Linked DNA regions of Danio rerio: regions 2 and 3 are each linked to region 1. The links are chromatin contacts, called in public HiCAR-type and HiChIP or PLAC-seq maps. All regions are on one chromosome and are shown on one strand. Each heading gives the region's core, a stretch centred on a gene start, on an enhancer-like site or on the middle of the called end of the contact. The rest is flanking DNA. Distances are from core to core; before and after follow the strand shown.

Evidence for each region. HiCAR-type assays count read pairs that join an accessible place to other places. HiChIP or PLAC-seq counts read pairs in DNA pulled down with a chosen protein or histone mark.
Region 2: an H3K4me3 HiChIP or PLAC-seq map of embryo shows a contact between it and region 1, with 4 times the contacts expected there. The contact joins the promoter of si:dkey-200l5.4 here to the promoter of prkab1a in region 1. A contact is called at or near these places in 7 of 18 Hi-C or Micro-C datasets (caudal fin, embryo, fibroblasts and 2 more) and 2 of 4 datasets of contacts at active chromatin or transcription factors (caudal fin and embryo).
Region 3: a contact with region 1 is called in a HiCAR-type map of caudal fin, with 7 times the contacts expected there. The contact joins the enhancer-like site here to the promoter of prkab1a in region 1. A contact is called at or near these places in 5 of 18 Hi-C or Micro-C datasets (caudal fin, embryo, fibroblasts and 1 more) and 1 of 4 datasets of contacts at active chromatin or transcription factors (caudal fin).

The regions. Positions count from the first base shown.
Region 1 is chr10:22,791,335-22,794,213 of GRCz12tu, reverse strand. It overlaps prkab1a (protein kinase, AMP-activated, beta 1 non-catalytic subunit, a), which reads right to left and starts at 1,359. Exons shown (of 8, transcript NM_001002632.1): 1 at 1,313-1,359.
Region 2 is chr10:22,599,975-22,602,853 of GRCz12tu, reverse strand. It overlaps si:dkey-200l5.4, which reads left to right and starts at 1,400. Exons shown (of 13, transcript NM_001386733.1): 1 at 1,400-1,531.
Region 3 is chr10:22,623,282-22,626,160 of GRCz12tu, reverse strand. No RefSeq gene overlaps it. Among named protein-coding and RNA genes, the nearest start is that of ccl19b, 8.4 kb to the left of the region's middle. Within about 2 kb of position 1,425, at least 2 of the 62 cell types and tissues checked have an H3K27ac peak or open chromatin away from gene starts, as enhancers often do. A contact at or near this core is called in caudal fin, where this site is marked.

The DNA.
Region 1 (2,879 bases), core at 110-2,609:
ATAGAAAAAAATAATTTATATTGTATTAACTAATGCAGCATAACTTTTTAGAAGCCAACTTTGCAATAAAAACATAAACAATCACATTTATAACACAGTGGAGTTTAATGCTAAACACACACTAGTCAAGCAGAATCTGCCTTTGACTTAATTTCCTCACAAATGTTTCTGCATTGGCGGTTAACAGTGTGCACATTTAAACAAAATCTTATTTACACCATTTCATTGAAACATTTCATTTCAGTTCGCCTTTAAACAATAAAACAAACAAAGAGTTATCTTAAATTTTAATTGACAATCTAAAAAGGATTCCCATCATTCTCCCTCTCTTCTCAGATGGCATGGCTTACCATAAAATGGCATATCATTAAGGGTTACCATAGGCCAACTTTGTCCCACGGCCTAGTTTGGGCATTTCTAGTTTAGGTTTTAACCTCCCATTTCTCCAAACATTTTTATTACTACATATGTATATGTATTCTACTATTCAACCTGAATGGTAAATATAATAACTGGCCATCCCATAAGGAAAACAAATGGGTTTATTATAGTAATAGTTCATTGATCCTACTAGAAAACCCATGCTTAATTTCTGATTACTTGGGCTTTAAACATTTTTATAGTTGTAAAACTATTGATAACTGTGAGGTTCAGGGTTCTATACTATTTCAATATATTTTCTCATTCAATCATCTGACATTCATCTGTTATTTATGAAAATAATTGTCCATACTATCATTTCTCTTGCAAACACTGATATTTCTTCCAAAATATGTTAATCTACTTCATAAAGCATTTTGAAAGCGTTGACACTCCATTAATTTAACTGCGTATTTCATTGCTGAAGCTTAAGACCTAACCTCGAGGCACAGTTTCTATTGCTCTATATTTCAGTGTGCTTTTAGAAAACACTGCAAAGTCACAGGATCTCAAAGGAAGTCTGGCAAAAAAAGATAAAGAAAAGCCTTAGCTTCAAACGTCTGAGATCTGTCGTCCTGATATTACATGCAAACCATGTTTTTTTCTTCTTCTTTTTTTGTGGCAGTAAGCCTTCATGAATCATGTCAATGTTTATTGTGATGTTCAATATCCGCGACCATTTCGACGATGCAACTATGCAAACACTGTAAATGTGGTTCTGACTGAAACGAATACAGCCATTTGCTATTGAGCGCCAGGGTGCAACGACACACTGTAATAGAATAAGCCATCTCGAGCATTCTTACAGTTATCGACTACAAGATATTCACAAATATTTAATTCATTTTATAATGTCGTTTCAGTCGTGCAGTTTTGATGCGACAAGACTTACAGGCCCTTTTGCGCAGTACCGTACGAACTGGCGACCGCTAGTTGTCCTCGATCACAGTTATTTCGTCATTTTTTTTCTCATTCTCGTTGCTTATCGTCACAAACTCAACATCCTCGCATCCACTCCGCCCACCACTGACTACAGCTGCAATGCGCACGCGTATCATCAACTGCACCCACCAGAGGGAGACAAACCTATGGGTTTCTTTCCACGTGTTTGTTCTTTGTTTGTTTATATTTAACTACAGTAAATACACGCTAGAGGGAGGCACATAAAAAGGAATTTCCTTTGTTCGAGATGTTTTCTAGTCTTTCAGATGCCATGGACCCCATGAATCATCATCATGAAACGCACATTCTAAAATGAAAGTGTATTTATATAGTTTATTGTGTAGAGAACAAAATCTTTGTATTTAAACTTGCACTGTATAATTTTATATTTATTTATGTATTTATTTGTTTGTTTGTTGCCTATTGTTTACATGTTAATTTTTCATCAATATAATATTAGTATTGCTTATTATCATCATAATCATTATTTTCTCCCCAGAATAGATTGTTTTTATTGATTGATTCATGTTTATTAATTTTATAATAGGCCTACTTATAAGTTATGTACATGAGGATATGTATTTGAGAATTGTTTTATTGGATAATGAACATGTATATATTATAAATTATAAACATAACGTTTTAGTCTTGTTTTATCAATCAATTTAATTATTTATTCATTTTTAGAACATATATATGGAGGATGAAACCTGCAAAAACAATAAATAAAAAATACTCAAATAAATAAATCCACAAATCCTTAATTAATAAATAAATAAATACACAAATAATTAAATATATATACAAAAAATATGTGCATAAATAATTACATAAACAAATAATAGTGCGAGCAGATTAATAATTACCTAAACTACAAGGATGTTGGGGGAATAGTATTTATTTATGCTGCAATTAGTGTTTTATATATATTTGCATATTTATTTATTAATTGTTTTATTTATGCAAAAATTTGTAGATTTATCTAATTGTTTATTTATTTATGCATTTATTTATTAATTTTTAAGCAATAAATAAATAAATACACAAATATATTAATGAATAAGTAAATAAATTATATTAATAAATAAGTTTGCTCCAGGTGCTCCAGTTTCCCCCAAAGTCCAAAGACATACAGTACAGGTGCATTGGGAAAGGCTAAATTGTCCGTAGAGTATGTGTGTGAATGAGAGTGTAAGGATGTTTACCAGAGATGGATTGCAGCTGGAAGGGCATCCGCTGCGTAAAACATATGCTGGATTAGTTGGCGGTTCATTCCACTGTGGCGACCGCAGATTAATTAAGGGACTAAGCTGAAAAGAAAATGAATGAAAGAATGAATTCTCGTTGTAAACAAACCAAAGAAGACTTTTAGCTAAATAAACTACAAACTTGAAGTATACATGGGCAATGTGCATTTACCGCCAGGGGATGGAGATGTTTAGCTTTCATTGCACCATCACTGTTCCAAAAAAAAAATGATAATGATCTCTGAATAAAAAAAAATGTAAATAATTTTG
Region 2 (2,879 bases), core at 151-2,650, 190 kb after region 1:
TTTTTTTGCACTTTTTTTTTTTACTTTTTTGCAGTTTTCATCTCATTTTCTATTTAATTATGAGGTTTAATTACTCCATTTAGTGACATTTAAGCACAATTTTTAGCTAGATTAGATGGTTGATGTACCGTATATGAAAAAAAAAACGTATTCATTCATTCATTTTCTTTTCGACTTAGCCCCTTTATTAATTCGGTATCGTCACAGCGGGATGAACCGGCAACTTATCCAACACATGTTTTTCGCAGCGGATGCCCTTCCAGCTGCAACCCATCTCTGGGAAACATCCACACACACACTCATACACAACGGACAATTTAGCCTACCCAATTCACCTGTACCGCATATCTATGGATTGTGGGGAAAACCCACACGAATGTGGGGACACAACTTATTTTTTAAATATAAAGTTAATACATCATATATCATTAGAAACGCATTTTAGCCTTTTGTCATTTGTTAGGCAACTAACAACCTGGTCAGCACACTTAGCTTTCCTCAGTCAGAACTTGGCCATTTGAATAAAAAACAATTAAAATATTAAAAATAATGTAGAGCTTCACAATCAGTTTCTAGCCTCTTTTGAAAGTTTGAAAATTCAGGGAAAACAACAATAGCCTAATTAGTATTAAAATTTACTTTTTTTATTATTATTATTAAAATTACCTTTAATATTGGTGCTTTGGATCTTTTCATTGGTCATTTTCATTTCTCTCAAGAATAAGGTCCAAGAATTAGATTAAAAGTTTGGCTACTTGTAAAAAGGTTATTTCTATTAAACAACAGTAGGACAATAGCTAAAGTTGATTTCACTTTGATGGGTTATTTCCAAAATGTATGATGGCATAGCAGTCAAAATAGGACAAATGAGAAAATAGGGGCAAAAGTTCTGGACCAATGGCACATTCTGGACCTTTGTCAGTGCGGGGTAGGTGGTTCGAACTACACCAACTTCCCCAACTTCGAACTTCCAACTACCCCAACTTATATTTTTACCCTTTTCATCTGCAGTGACTTGCCACTGATCATATTATAATTGATTTAGAAGTGTTTAAACTAAAAACTAAACCACAACATTCACATTTGTCAATCCCAGTGGCATCATCAGATCTAAGAGCACCATCAATCATTTCCTTCACCGTGGTGCCAAACAAACACCAATCGGAAATGACCTTTTACTTTTGCAAACACAAAACCCAACATGCATGCCATTCTTACACCAGTCACCGCTGAACACCATAAAAGATGGACAATGCAGGTCATTGAGCGTGGAAATAAAGGCTCATCTGAGTGTCTTGTGTGTTGTGCCATTCAGCTGCTGGCAGGTGAACAGAGATCAGTCTGTCTCTGCAGAGCATGTGATGCCCGATAATATATAAAAAGAGTTGCTGGATAATGTGCGATTCAATGCGCACACTGACTTTAAGCCTTAAGCACTTGTTTAAACTTGTTCGGCATCCACCTCTGTCATACAAGATGAGAACGGGTCTTCCCATTATCCTCTTTGTTGCAGTGGCAGGTTTCCACAATGGTAAGATTACAAAATAACAACATTTGTACACTGAATTATGTTTTTTAATTTGCTCTGTAAGCAGTTTTAGTTAAATGAATACATGTTTAATAATGCCAAATACATGCTAATGAATACACTTTCAAATATAGATTTAAATGTATTGTGTGTTTTTTTTTTAATTAAAGCTATTTTATTTCAATTATATTTATATTAATATTTATAACTAAACTAATTTGATGTTTTATATATCTATATATTTTTTGTCTGTTATTGTAAATAAGGTAATGTGTGTATAAAGCCACCTCAGAGTAAAATCTAACTATATTTTACAGGCTAATATAATATAATATAATATAATATAATATAATATAATATAATATAATATAATATAATATAATATAATATAATATAATATAATTAATATAATATTTAGGTTACAGTCTGTGTATTTTTTAGTTTTAACAGATTAAATTAAGGTATTATTAGATTGGTCTATTTTTATGTGTGCATGAATTTATCTTTATTAGAATAAAAAATTTTATTACTTTATAACAATTGTTTCATTATTATCTTTATCATATGATTTAATATAGAATGAATGAATGAATAAATGAATTATACTCTCGTTTGTTGTGACAGTTTACTTAATTTATTACAGATTTATTTATTGATTATAACATATTAGATTTGGCTTAGTTGTTGTGTATGCACTAGCTGTTGGCTGATTAACAGTAGAGGAGAGTGGGGAGGGTTGCAGTAGAGGGCAGTTGCAGCAAGACTTATTCCTCCATTTAGGAAAGAACTAAAGTGATGCTATTCATTTCTTTTCGGCTTAGTCCCTTCATTAATCAGGGATCACCATAGCGGAATGAACCGCCAACTTATACAGCATATGTTTTATGCAGCGGACGCCTTTCCAGCTGCAACACATCACTGGGAAATGATAATATTCATACTACATATTCTCAGTTATCCAGTTTCCCCCACAAGTCCAAAAACATGTGCTTTAGATGAATTGGGGAAGCTAAATTGTCTGTATTGTATGTGTGTGAATAGAAGTATAGCAGGAAGGGCAGCCGCTGTGTAAAAACATATGCTGGATACAGTCAAAAAACATTTTTTGACAAACTACTTATTTAAAATAAGCTGAATAAACACAATTCTTGAGATTTCATTAGGACAATTAAATTTTCAATGTTCAATCCACATAAATTTTTTAAAAGTGTTAAGATAACTTAATCAAATTGTGTTGAGACAACATGAGACAACATGAATGAATTGTGTGGAAACCTGCATTTTTTGAATTGGCGGTTCATTCTGCTGCGGCGACCCCAGATTAATAAAGGGACTAAGCCGAAAAGAAAAT
Region 3 (2,879 bases), core at 176-2,675, 170 kb after region 1:
GAGTATGAATTGCTGGAAGAGTGTAGTTTTAATGAAGTTTAATACTGCATGACGTATGGGAAAAAACCCCCACTGCATTTCACAATGTGTGTCAGTGGTTCTTCACTGACTGAGTGGGTGCAGAGTATAGTGTCAAACAGCTATGTGTATAGACTATCCTGTCACAAAATGCGGCTAAAATTCTACACGACAGTAATAGTTTAAGTTGTTTACATGTTCACGTTCACAGAGCAGCATTTACAATGGACCTTTCAGTCCATAATATTAAACTGATATTACGGTAAACTTGACTAGGGTATGTTTTTAAAAACTGAAGTACTGCTGACGATACTAACTAACTTTGCCATCTGAATAAATATAAACAAAGAACATTGATCGCACACTTACCAAATCCAGAGACAGGACAATCAACATGAACTGGAACCGCGTTTTTTTAAAAGGAGTCGAGCGGCAAACCTGGATTTCATCATTTTCAGTTTTTTGAAAATCTCTCGGGTAAAAAATGTTCCTTACAAACATATTTTTGTCACGTGTTAGCAGACCACTGTAATCCACACATGTGGGTCCACCTGCAGCGGTGCTCTCATTGTGGAGAAATGGAAACAAAACATTCGTTGCAGCACATTTTTAAACACAACACTGATGACCCATGTCTCCGAACAATTCTTCTTCCAATTGTATAAATGACGGCTGGCAACATAACGTATTGTTTGTCTGAACACTGGAACAGGTAAAAGGAATCTTCGAAGCTGTATAATGCAATTTAATGAAGTTACATCTCGTTCACAATAGAGCGCGCTGATTGGTTCGAACAAAGTTTTCCTCACAAATCAATGAACAGATGTGCTGAAAACTCAATGATGTCACACTGTACCGGCCGGTACAGACATCCAATCTCCACGCTGGAATTTATACAATGATCTCATCGTCATGACGTTGCTTCAAAATTTATTTTCAAACAGGAAGAACGAATTTGCTTAAAACAACTAAAAAAAAATAGTGTTTTTAGCAATGTTTGACACATATATGAATGTCAACATCGCAAATAAATGTGTTTTGGGTGTTTTGTGACCCTTTAAACTTCCTCCAAAATAAATGGATGAGTAGATTCAAACACTTTTAAATATAATATAATTTTAAATAAATTGCATTGATATGCATTTTCCACATTTATACAGTTTTTACTTTAAGTGCATTATATAATAGCAGATATCATTTGTTCCATCTTGCTACTGTTGTACATTACTTGGCAATAACTGGAAACAGATGTTGAAAGTGTTGTTTTATCTAGGCTCTATACAGATATCAACTTGTCAAACGTTACCGGTTTGATTTATGAAATATTTGCGGTTAGTAATTGGCCAAAGTTGTTGAACTTGCAAGAGGCTTTAATAACAAAATGTTCTGTTCGTTTGTAGGGTTCAGCTCATTGTGCTCTTGATAAACGACATTGATCTGTCTTCCCTGTATAGACTCGCCCGCGGCTCCAAGCGCTTGTTTGTACTGGAGGCTCAAATTCACTTTCCTTCAATGAAAGAGGGAAAAAAGCCACTTCCCGCAGTCAGGATGTGCACTTGCCAGATCTGTCTGGAATCTATACAAGATAAACTCACCAAAGAAATCGACAGGTTTGATTGTTATCGTAGCCCTGGAACTGAAGAGATGCTTATCATTTAGTCAGGTAGATGCAAATCTCGCGCTTATAATTGCTTATTTGTGCAGCTTGGGTTTGTTAAAATGAGATTTACTTCAACAAATGCATTAATTCTTTGCAAAAGAATATACATAAAACATCTATAGGTAAAGGTAACGGCGACATTTAATCATCGTTCCGTGAAATGTCAGAAATCCCCTTCTCAGTGCCAGGTTTGTTTACGCATGAAGGCCATTTTCAAGAAGTCACATGTCAGGTATATGCAGGATTTTATAGATCTTTCTGTTCAGATAACCAGGATATTCAGTGCATACTTTGCACCTGTAACTCAGATTGAGCCTGCAGGTCTGATTATGGCAAGCCAACCAAACATAATTTCACTCAACTATCTCTTTCTCCATTATAAACAATAAGTCATGATAGCATATGTTTTTAGTTCATTGTAACTTTGTAAACTGAGCTAATCATGTTCTAACTTAATTTTATAAGTTAAGCAAGCAGTTTTAAGTCAGTTTAACATAATATAAGTTTAATGGACTAAAAATAATTTGGTTCAGCTTAAAACCAGGCAACCAGGATTTTTTTACAGTGTAGATACAGTTAACCAAGCTACACATTATTTGTTGCCTACAAGTCCTTATTCTTTAGTTAGGCTCATTAGTACATTGCTAGTACTAGTACTTATTTATTATTTATTTACTTAAAAGAGCAACACTGAAAAACAATAATCTTACTTTGATTTTTTTATTTTGTTTTGTCTAAAATAAAATTCTAAAATAATCTAAGTTTTTTAGTCCAAATATTAAAAAATTCTTAAATCAAGCAGCATTTTCTTTTTGTCTTATTTTAAGAAATAATGTCAAAAATGAAGGGAGTTTTTCTATAAAACAAGCAAAATAATTGAGAAATCTGCCAATGGAGTGAGCAAAATAATAATGTAAAGAAAAAAAACAAGATTACCCTATTGGCATATTATTTTGCTTGTTATAAGCAACAATACAGTAGTATCAAATATAAAATCACAAGCATCTAATGACTTGTACTAGTGCCTCATTAAATATTTAAAAATAGCTACCAGCATCTAATAAGTAAATACTAGTATTTAATTAAAAAGGATAAGAAAAGGATGAACATTAGTAAATAATCAATAGCATAAGTACTAGAACTTAATAGAAAAAAATACTATCTAAACCAGGGGTGCCGTAGCAAAGCATGGTGCAAGTCG